Regions from separate parts of the Dromaius novaehollandiae genome. Here region 2 is linked to region 1. The links are chromatin contacts, called in public Hi-C maps. All regions are on one chromosome and are shown on one strand. Each heading gives the region's core, a stretch centred on a gene start, on an enhancer-like site or on the middle of the called end of the contact. The rest is flanking DNA. Distances are from core to core; before and after follow the strand shown. Region 1 holds the start of FAM181B (family with sequence similarity 181 member B). Region 2 overlaps PRCP (prolylcarboxypeptidase).

The links. Hi-C and Micro-C count contacts between places; a contact is called where the count stands out from the background.
Region 2: a contact with region 1 is called in a Hi-C map of ovary, with 4 times the contacts expected there. The contact joins the enhancer-like site here to the promoter of FAM181B in region 1. A contact is called at or near these places in 3 of 4 Hi-C or Micro-C datasets (brain, liver and ovary).

Annotation. Positions count from the first base shown.
Region 1 is chr1:210,755,986-210,760,253 of bDroNov1.hap1, forward strand. FAM181B (family with sequence similarity 181 member B) reads right to left here and starts at 2,073. Exons shown (of 1, transcript XM_064505161.1): 1 at 201-2,073. The coding sequence starts at 1,965. The coding sequence ends at 916.
Region 2 is chr1:210,804,176-210,808,544 of bDroNov1.hap1, forward strand. The region is part of intron 1 of PRCP (prolylcarboxypeptidase); the gene reads right to left. Among named protein-coding and RNA genes, the nearest start is that of PRCP, 11 kb to the right of the region's middle. Within about 2 kb of position 1,921, at least 1 of the 2 cell types and tissues checked has open chromatin away from gene starts, as enhancers often do.

The sequences.
Region 1 (4,268 bases), core at 823-3,322:
AACAGCCAGTACAAATGAGGGCGAGAAAAGAAGAACAGTTGGCCATTGTGGATAAAACACAGCATCTCAAAAGATTTAGGAAAAAAAAGACAATAACCACCGGCCTGTCTTAACTTCTGCCAAGAAACGATTACAGAGGATGAAGACATGGGGAAAAACACTAGCACGCTGCGTTTCAACAGTAGCAATAACCACAGAGCTTAAATCTATTGTGTAGCTTTATTTACCTATCATAGACTCTTTTACATAACTTAAATGATTATCAAATAATCTCCTGTACACAACGAAAGTGAGCCGCATCGCTTCCCGAGCTTTGACACATTCCTGAAAGAAATCCAACAGTCTGTAGGAATCACATCGCTGGAGTTGCTACAGTACGTTTTGTCCAGAGCTTGCGCCGTCAATTCACTTATTTATCACTGTAAATTGCTGTTTGCAATATCCTGCAAGACGTTGTTAAATTTCGGGACACTAAGATTTGGTAGCAGCCTTTATTTTTTTGTTTCAATTAATTTCGCTTTGCTTTTTTTCCCTCAGTTTTGCATCCTCAAGCTGGAAATCCACCCGGCACGCGAGTGCGGGGAAGACCTGAAACGCAAGTTGACTCGAGTCCTACTTCTCAAAGCGGAAACCTTTCGCGAGCGGCCAGGCCTGCCTTCACCGAGAGCCGCCCCACGCCGCCGTGCAAGGCCAGGCCCGGCGCAGCGCTGAGGCCAGGCGGCCGCCGCGCAAAACCAGGCCCGGCGCAGCGCTGAGGCCAGGCGGCCGCCGCGCAAAACCAGGCCCCCGCGCAGCGCTGAGGCGAGGCGGCCGCCGCGCAAAACCAGGCCCGGCGCAGCGCTGAGGCCAGGCGGCCGCCGCGCACGCCTCAGAGCAGCGGACATTCCGCGGCCGCCCGCCCGCCCGCCGCAGGCCCTACAGCGCCGGGAAGGCCGCGCGGTGGTAGCCGGCGCCGTAGTCGTAGGGCACCTGCGGCGGCGGCAGGGGGCACTCGGGGAAGAAGGGGCCGAAGGGCGCCGCCAGCGGCCCGCCCGGCTCCTCGGCGGCGGGCGGCTCGGCGGCCGCGTAGAGCGGCGGCGCGGCGGCGGCGGGCAGCGGGCGCAGCGCCTCGGGCGGCGCCTTCTTGGGCGGGCTCCAGGGCGGCTCGGGGTAGAGCAGCCCGCCGAGCAGCGGGTGCGGGCCGGCGGGCAGCGCCGCCGCCGCCTCGTAGAGGCCGTGCTCGAGGCCCAGCTCGGCGGGCAGGCGGCCGGCGAAGGCGTCCTGCGCGGCGGCGTGCTCGGGCAGCAGCGCGCCGTACTCGGGGCCCAGCAGCTCCAGGAACTCGGCCGCCTCCGCGCCCTTCTCGGGCTCCTTGGGGCCCGGCGGCGGCGCGGCGCGGGCGGCGGCCGGCAGCGCCGGCTCCGTGAAGAAGGAGGGCGGCAGGTTGCGGTCGCGCAGCGGCACCTTCCGCGCCCCCCCGCCGCCGCCGCCGCCCTCGCCGCCGCCGCCCGCCGCGCCGCGCCGCGCCCCGCCGCCCGCCTGGTGCAGCGAGTCGAAGAGCGCGGCCAGGCTGCGGCTCTGCAGGCTGCTGGCCGCCTGCGAGGCCTCCCGCCGCGCCGCCGGCTTGCCGGGGCCGCCGGGGCAGGGCGCGGGGGGCGGCGGGCGGCCGCGGGCCGGCTCGGGCGCGGCGGCGGCGGCGGGCGGCGCGGCGATGATGCCGGTGCAGCGCTTGATCTGCTTCTGCAGGTACTTCCTGTGGTTCACCTTGCGCTTGGACTTCACCGGCTTGTCCAGCGCCAGCTTGATGTTGCTGGAGGCCGAGTCGATGAAGCTCAGCAGGTCCCGGGTGGCCTCCCTCAAGTCCGCCGCGTCGCCGCCGCCCTCGTAGCCCTTCTCCAGGTCGGCGTAGCCCAGGAGGCCGCCGCCGGCGGGGAAGCAGAGGGAGAGCAGGTGGTGCGGGCTCAGCAGCGCGGCTTGCACGGCCATGGCCGGCGGCGGGGCGCCGCCGGCGCCGAGCTCCGCAGGGCTGCGCGGGGCGGGCGGCGGCGGCGGGGAAAAGGCGGCGGGCGGAGGAGGAGGAGGAGGGAGCAGGAGGGGGAGGAGGAGGGCTCAGGCGCGGGGCTGGCCCGGCCCGGCCCTCCCCGCCTCCCCGCCGCGGCCGGGGGCGGGCGCCCCTCACTGCTCCGCTCCCCTCCGCTCCCCCGCGCCCGGCTGGGGGCTGGCGAGGGGGTACCGGATCCTCCCGGGGCAGGTACCGATTCCCCGGGGGAGGTACCGATCTCCCGGGAAGGTACCGATCCCCCGGGGCAGGTACCGATCCCCGAGGCAGGTACCGATTCCCCGGGGGAGGTACCGATCTCCCCGGGGCAGGTACCAGATCCCTGGGGCAGGTATCGGATGCCCCCGAGGCAGGTACTGGGTCCCCGGGGCGGGTACTGATCCCCCCGGGGTAGGTAGCGGATCCCCGGGATAGGTAGCGGATGCCCCCAGGGCGGGTACCAGATCCTAAGGGCAGGTACTGGATCCCCCCGGGGCAGGTACTGACCCCGCAGTGGAGGCATTCGTCCCCCAGGACAGGTACCAGATTCCCACCCCATCAGGACAGGAACACTCCCCCCCAGACCTGACACACAACGCCCCAGGCAGGACACACAGCCCCCCTCCCGGGCCAGATGTGCAGCCACAGCTGGACTCAATACATAGTCCCTGCAGGCCAAGTAGCTCTCCTGGACCAGATCCCAGCCCCTGCACCAGACAGCTTCCCACGCACCCCCCGGGAGCAGCAATGTGCCCCCCTCCCCACGCCAGATCCCCAGCTCCCAGAGCTTCCCGAAACGCCCCTGCATCCGGATCAACTCCAGCAGCGGCAGATGCGCCGCTGGATCTAACCACGGGCACCTGGAAAGGCAGGCTCACCGTGGTGGCAGCCAGCACCAGAGCACAGCGCGAGGCTCAGCTCGCAGTAACTTTTTCTTCCGAGCGCATTGTTATGCACGGTACTTCGGATGTCGTGTTTTCCCAGTCCAGTCAGGTCCTGAGAAAATCCAACACTGTAATCCAGCAGAGATTTTAACTGAACCATTTGCATGTGTTTAGCAAAGCAGATGTACAAATCTTCCATATGGGAGGTAGAAAAATTACCTCCCTGCTACTGAATACCACTGATAACAGTTCCTGAAGGTACTGTCCTGCCTCTTTTGGGGAAAAAAATGGTTAATTTTCCCTTAGAAAACTTTTACATGTATTTCTACTAATATGGAGCAGCACTCATCTCAACCCTTTGAGCTCCAGGTTTATTTTTAATGATTTTATATGCCCAAATATGAATAAAGACATATCTGGTTCTGTCTGAAATAGATACTGAGTTCTCCTGGTCAGCATTGACTCATTAGAAGCACTGTAGTATTATGCCAGAAGGAAAAAGCAGGGAAAAAAAATGAGGTTTTGCAAGGGGTTTCACCCGCGTGCGACCCAATTTGCACACGCGAGTCACAGCAGTAGTCAAAGGCTCCGGGTGACGGTGGCAGACGGCGCCTCGCTGTCCCCGTCCCTGTCCCGGCCTTGGCGCCCGCACACACGGGACGCACCGCGCCTGGGGTTCGTGGCGCCGTCCGTGCTCTCCTGGAGGTCTCCAGCGTCTCCTTTGGGCATTTACTCCGAGCGCAACCGCGTAATTGAAGCCAAAGCCTGGTAGGTAGCAGGCTGTGGGAAATTCGTACATCTGGCTGTAGAAGAATGAAATTTCTCCCCGAGGGGCGGATTTAAATGATTTAGCTGGAGTGCAGCTCATGCTGGTTATCTACCCGAGCTTTTACCCGTGGGTCCCGTGAAGCCCTGTCAAGCCTTGCAGCCTGCTCTGAGTTCTCCCAATGTGAAATGTGAAGAAAAACCTGTCTCTTCAGTTCTGCATCCTCTTTGAGACCACTCTGAGTTGCACAAGGCCCTGGAAAGCGAGCCTCACACCCTGTCCTGGAAGTGCAGCTGGCCTGGAACCATTTCCTATCTGACCAACCCCAAACCATCCTGAAATACCACGGGCACCTCAGTTGTAGTTGGTAGCTGCCTCAGCATTATACTAGTGATATTTCATAGCCTCTCGAAAGGGGGTTGCTAATGAGTCTGGGTGGCATTATATGCGGAGTGGCTAAATATCCGGTGGCTTAGAGAAAAAAGCTGCAAGCCCTGGCGTCTGTTCTCTAAGGCTGAATTCATTCAATTAAACAGCTTTGAGAGCTCAGATACGCTTTAGTGGGAGACTTTATTACCTCCTAAAAATTGGAGAGTATTAA
Region 2 (4,369 bases), core at 671-3,170, 48 kb after region 1:
CCCCAAGTCCAAACTTCTGCTCAATAAACCCCCCACAAGAACCTATTAGTCAACAGAAGAGCAAGAATTTAATTGCTAGAAGGTGGGGTTTCTTATCCTGTAGCAACTTGTCTTTGCAAGCGTAAGACACATAACATGACTAGAAAATAAAACCTAACATTTCTAAAGCAGAGAGAGAAAGATGTCCCAGGTACCAGTTATTGACAAGAAACCTGAAGAATTTCTGAATCTGGAGGATCAATATGCAGTTTGGAAGTGTCCCAAGGAGTATCTCCTCACCAGAGAGATATGTTTGAAAACTTGCAAAGGCAGACTGAATAACCACAAGAAGCAACATAAAATTGTAAAGTGAAATGTTTTGATACAAAGGGAAAGCTGCAGTCCAAGAACAGCAGATGGAGCTGTCATCTAGCCACACCACACTGCAGGAAGCTACAGGGCTCCCGCAGGGGAGCTACCTGTTCTCATTCAAAAAGTGGTTTCTTTTGCTGTGTGTTACAGAATGGATACACAAGTAAATGCCATCATGTGTTGATCTACATTTTACAATTCAAGTCACTCAGATTTTTTTTTAAAATCAGATTTTATTAAGAAGTTGAACCAGAAAATATCTTTTCCACTCTTATGCAAAAGCAATAAGACAAGAACACCTACTTTTGCAACCAAACTGACTGAGATAGAACAGACTAACAGCAAAAGAAGAAAACAGTTTAATACACATTACAATAGTGTAACTGCTGGTTAAGAGTAACACTGATAAAAGCATATTAGCATATATAAGGTGTTTGATAGTTACAGTTACCACCAGGATGAGATTACATGTCAATAGCAAATGCCAGGTCCTCTGCCAGTTGGCCTTTGAGTGAGAGGTTAGACCAGATGACATGCAGAGATCCCTTCCAAACTATAATATTCTAAGATTAATCTAAAACAGTTATACCACCACAAAGTTTTAAGCTTCCATAAACAGTGCTACCTAGCAGAATGGTTAGAAATAAGAATACAATCATCAGCAGCAGCAATACAAACCATATCCTCAGAACTACAGTAGCATTTTAAAAATGCAACTCTGACACACACACAATGGTAGTTCTGACACAGATTCAGTCATCCATAATTTTGACAGTACCATTCTAAAAGGGAGGATAAATATAACAAAAGAAGGAGTACTGGAAGTAAGAAGTTATAAATAAGTTTAAGACATACTTTTCTAAACTGAGATGGGCAGGACAGGAATAGTTTGGAGAGCTGCAGCCCTAAGACAAAGAAAGCAAGCAACAAACTTTTTTCCATGAACAAAAAAAAAAATCATTATTAAGAAAAGGGGTCATCTTTTCTTTTTGCCTATAGCTTTGATTCAAAAGCCTCACAAAACATTTGGGGAAAATACCTATGTATAAATAACAGATTGCTCAGGAGGCAGACAACTCTATATGGAAGACCGCACTCACTTAAAGCACAGCCACAGCTGCTGAGAACTGCACGCACTGAACTTGATTAAAAACACAGGTAAGCAGCACAAGTCATTTTGTCCAAGAGGCTGCTGACACCCCAGGTTCAAGTCAGCAGCTTTGCTGTTTTAGCTCAGAGGAACTTTCTATAACGAAGTACAGCTCATTTGCTCAAGATGAGGAGCCTTCTCTGGATCGGTCCACTGAGCAAACCCTCATTGCAAGGAAGGGCCACAGCCTACCTCATTGCCTTCCTCTCTAAAAACAAGGCACATTTCTTTGACTTTACCTTATATGTACATGTGTATCACGTGCTTATGCTAAGCTGTCAGCGATAATTTGTCTCTGTGGGTTTTTTTTGTGCGGTTTTTTGTTTTGTTTTAAATGGACTTCCCAAACTAGCTGCTCTGCTACACACTCGCCCCTGAGGAGCAGATGAAAAAACAAATGTACAACAGATGTTAATGTACAGATGTTAATCTGCTTAATATACTCCTGGAAGTATTCAGAAACTACAGGAATGAGTGAAGTATAAAGACAAAACAGGACAAGGGGCTAAAAAAGCACTTCCTCCTCAGCAGCACCTTAAGATCATTAATGACCACAGAGTCAGGACAGCTAAGCTAAGCTTCCTCCAAAAGAGATTACATTTCATAGGGTAGCTTCTAACAAAAAGCTGCGGGAATTTTTTTTCCCCCCCCACTCTTGAGTTTCTGGCAAGACTGCAAGCTTCTGAAAGCGCTTCTGTCAGGTCTTGCATTCCAGTTCTCTAATAGCTTTATTTTCACAAGCTTGGATATTCTATGCAAAATCAAATCACTTAGTTGTTTACCACTGAGAAGCCAGAGGATTTTAAGAGATTTCCCCCCTCCGAGCACTCATGGAGCTGTTTTGAGTGCTCATCCTGTCTGAATTATTTCCTCAGGATAGGAAGATACAGGATAGTCTGAGGATATCCTCTGGCCATGAACAGCAGTGGGGCACAAGCCTCTTTGGGATTTCAGTGATGTGTTTCTATTCCTGGCTTTACTCTTAACAGGCTGTAGGACTCTAGTCCAATTAGTTGGCCCTATCACTTTTGTTTCCTCTTAAAATCTTTGTTTCTTCTTTTTAAGTTATAAGCTTATGAGAGCAGAGATGGCCTTGCCATCCCTGTACAGCACAATATTCAAGGAGGTCCCAAATTTGTTAAGAGTACTACTAAAAATGTATACTCACATGCTATTTACCTCTTTGTGGCAGCAGATACATGGAATCAGGAATGAAAGCTAAAGACGGTCGACTAAAAAAAAAAAAAATGCCTCCCTCCCTGACATTATTCTTGTTTCTGCATTTTCCCCTGTTGCACATATGAGTATTATGGCCTCCCAGGACTGATCTTTTGTTTCATCTCACTGACAGCTGCAAATATTCTCTGACAATACCTGACAATTTACTGGCTTAAATATGAAGGTTAGCTTTACTTTTCACCTTTTCCATTTTAAAGGCATGGAATCAGGTATTCTGCAAGTATTTAGCAATTGGATTCTCCATTCTTTTCTTGAGAGGCTGGTACTTGTGCATGGGACAGCAGAAATACATAATCATTTGATGGTTTATGGAAGAGTAAGGAGATGAAAAGTATACCTTGCTGCATCTGGCTACATGAACTCACTACCTTGAAAGTCCTACACCAAAGTAGAAAGGAAAAAACTGAATTCAGGGACAGAATCTTGATGTCATTGAAAAGTTTAAAACTCCCCACAACAGTGGGGCAGTTCAGAGGTTTTGATCATTAGATTTACTTCATTAATCCATCATGTTTAACAAAATACACAGACACAACAATACTTGGTTTTTTGTATATTAACTGATACTAACTTCCATCCAACTGGTGATGCTCTAGAACAACAGCTACCAATTCTTCTCCAGCTGCCAAATGAGCTCCCTGAACAAGCTTATTATTTACACCAAAATGAATGTAGGCTTTAGTGCCTCATCATGGGAACACCTCATGACTATGTTTTCATCAACACATTGGCCTTCTACTACAACAATGCTTCATGTTTTTACTGAAGCTTCTTTTATGCTGCAGAAACCATGTCATCTGCTCTAAGGAGGCTGTAACCGTTTAAGGAAGTCTGTTTTTAGCACTCTATTATTGCAGTGATTAAAAAGCACTGACAAGGAAAACCTCAGACATGATCTCTACTATTGCTGCGTATCATACAGTTTGGTCAGGCATTTCAAAGAAAGACTGAAAAACGTTTGAACAGCTATGCTGTAGGAAAGCAGCAGGTTCTAGTCATGTCAGGCCTTGTTAGAAACAAGTCCCTTCCCACACAGTACATGAAGAAAGGTTATTTCTATGTTGAAAACCTAAACTAAAGAGAATACAAAGAACAAGTTGTTTTTGAAGGCCAAGCTGTTAACAGTTTTGTGCTGTAATTGAAACTCCAGATTCTCCTTACCATGCAAGATAAAGCTCAATGTGCCTATGGACTTTAGAACTTCAGTAAAAAATCCTCCAGTAGTCACAGTAAGCTCATAACTCCTCATTACAATTTCTGCAGTTGGAAGGACAGTCAAAGGTGCCAGCCCTCCCAAAATTTTCTGTCCCACAGATGAGGGTGGCAAAGCTCCAGTACAAGGGAGAACATGTGTGATCAAACCAGGAGATGACAAGAATCACTTCTATCAGCTTTACTGCTGACACTGCATTAAACAGTTTCCAATTTCATTGCTACCCTGCTCTACTCCAAGCAATGGGTGGGCTTGTGTTCCTGAGAATCAACTGACTATGCAAATTTGGAACAAATTATTATGGCAATAAATACATTGAACGTTCACATCATTGATGCTTCAGTTCAAGGCATTATTATCTTGATGAGACACTTCCATGGGACAAGGAGAGGGGCAAGCAGTAGGGAACCAACAGG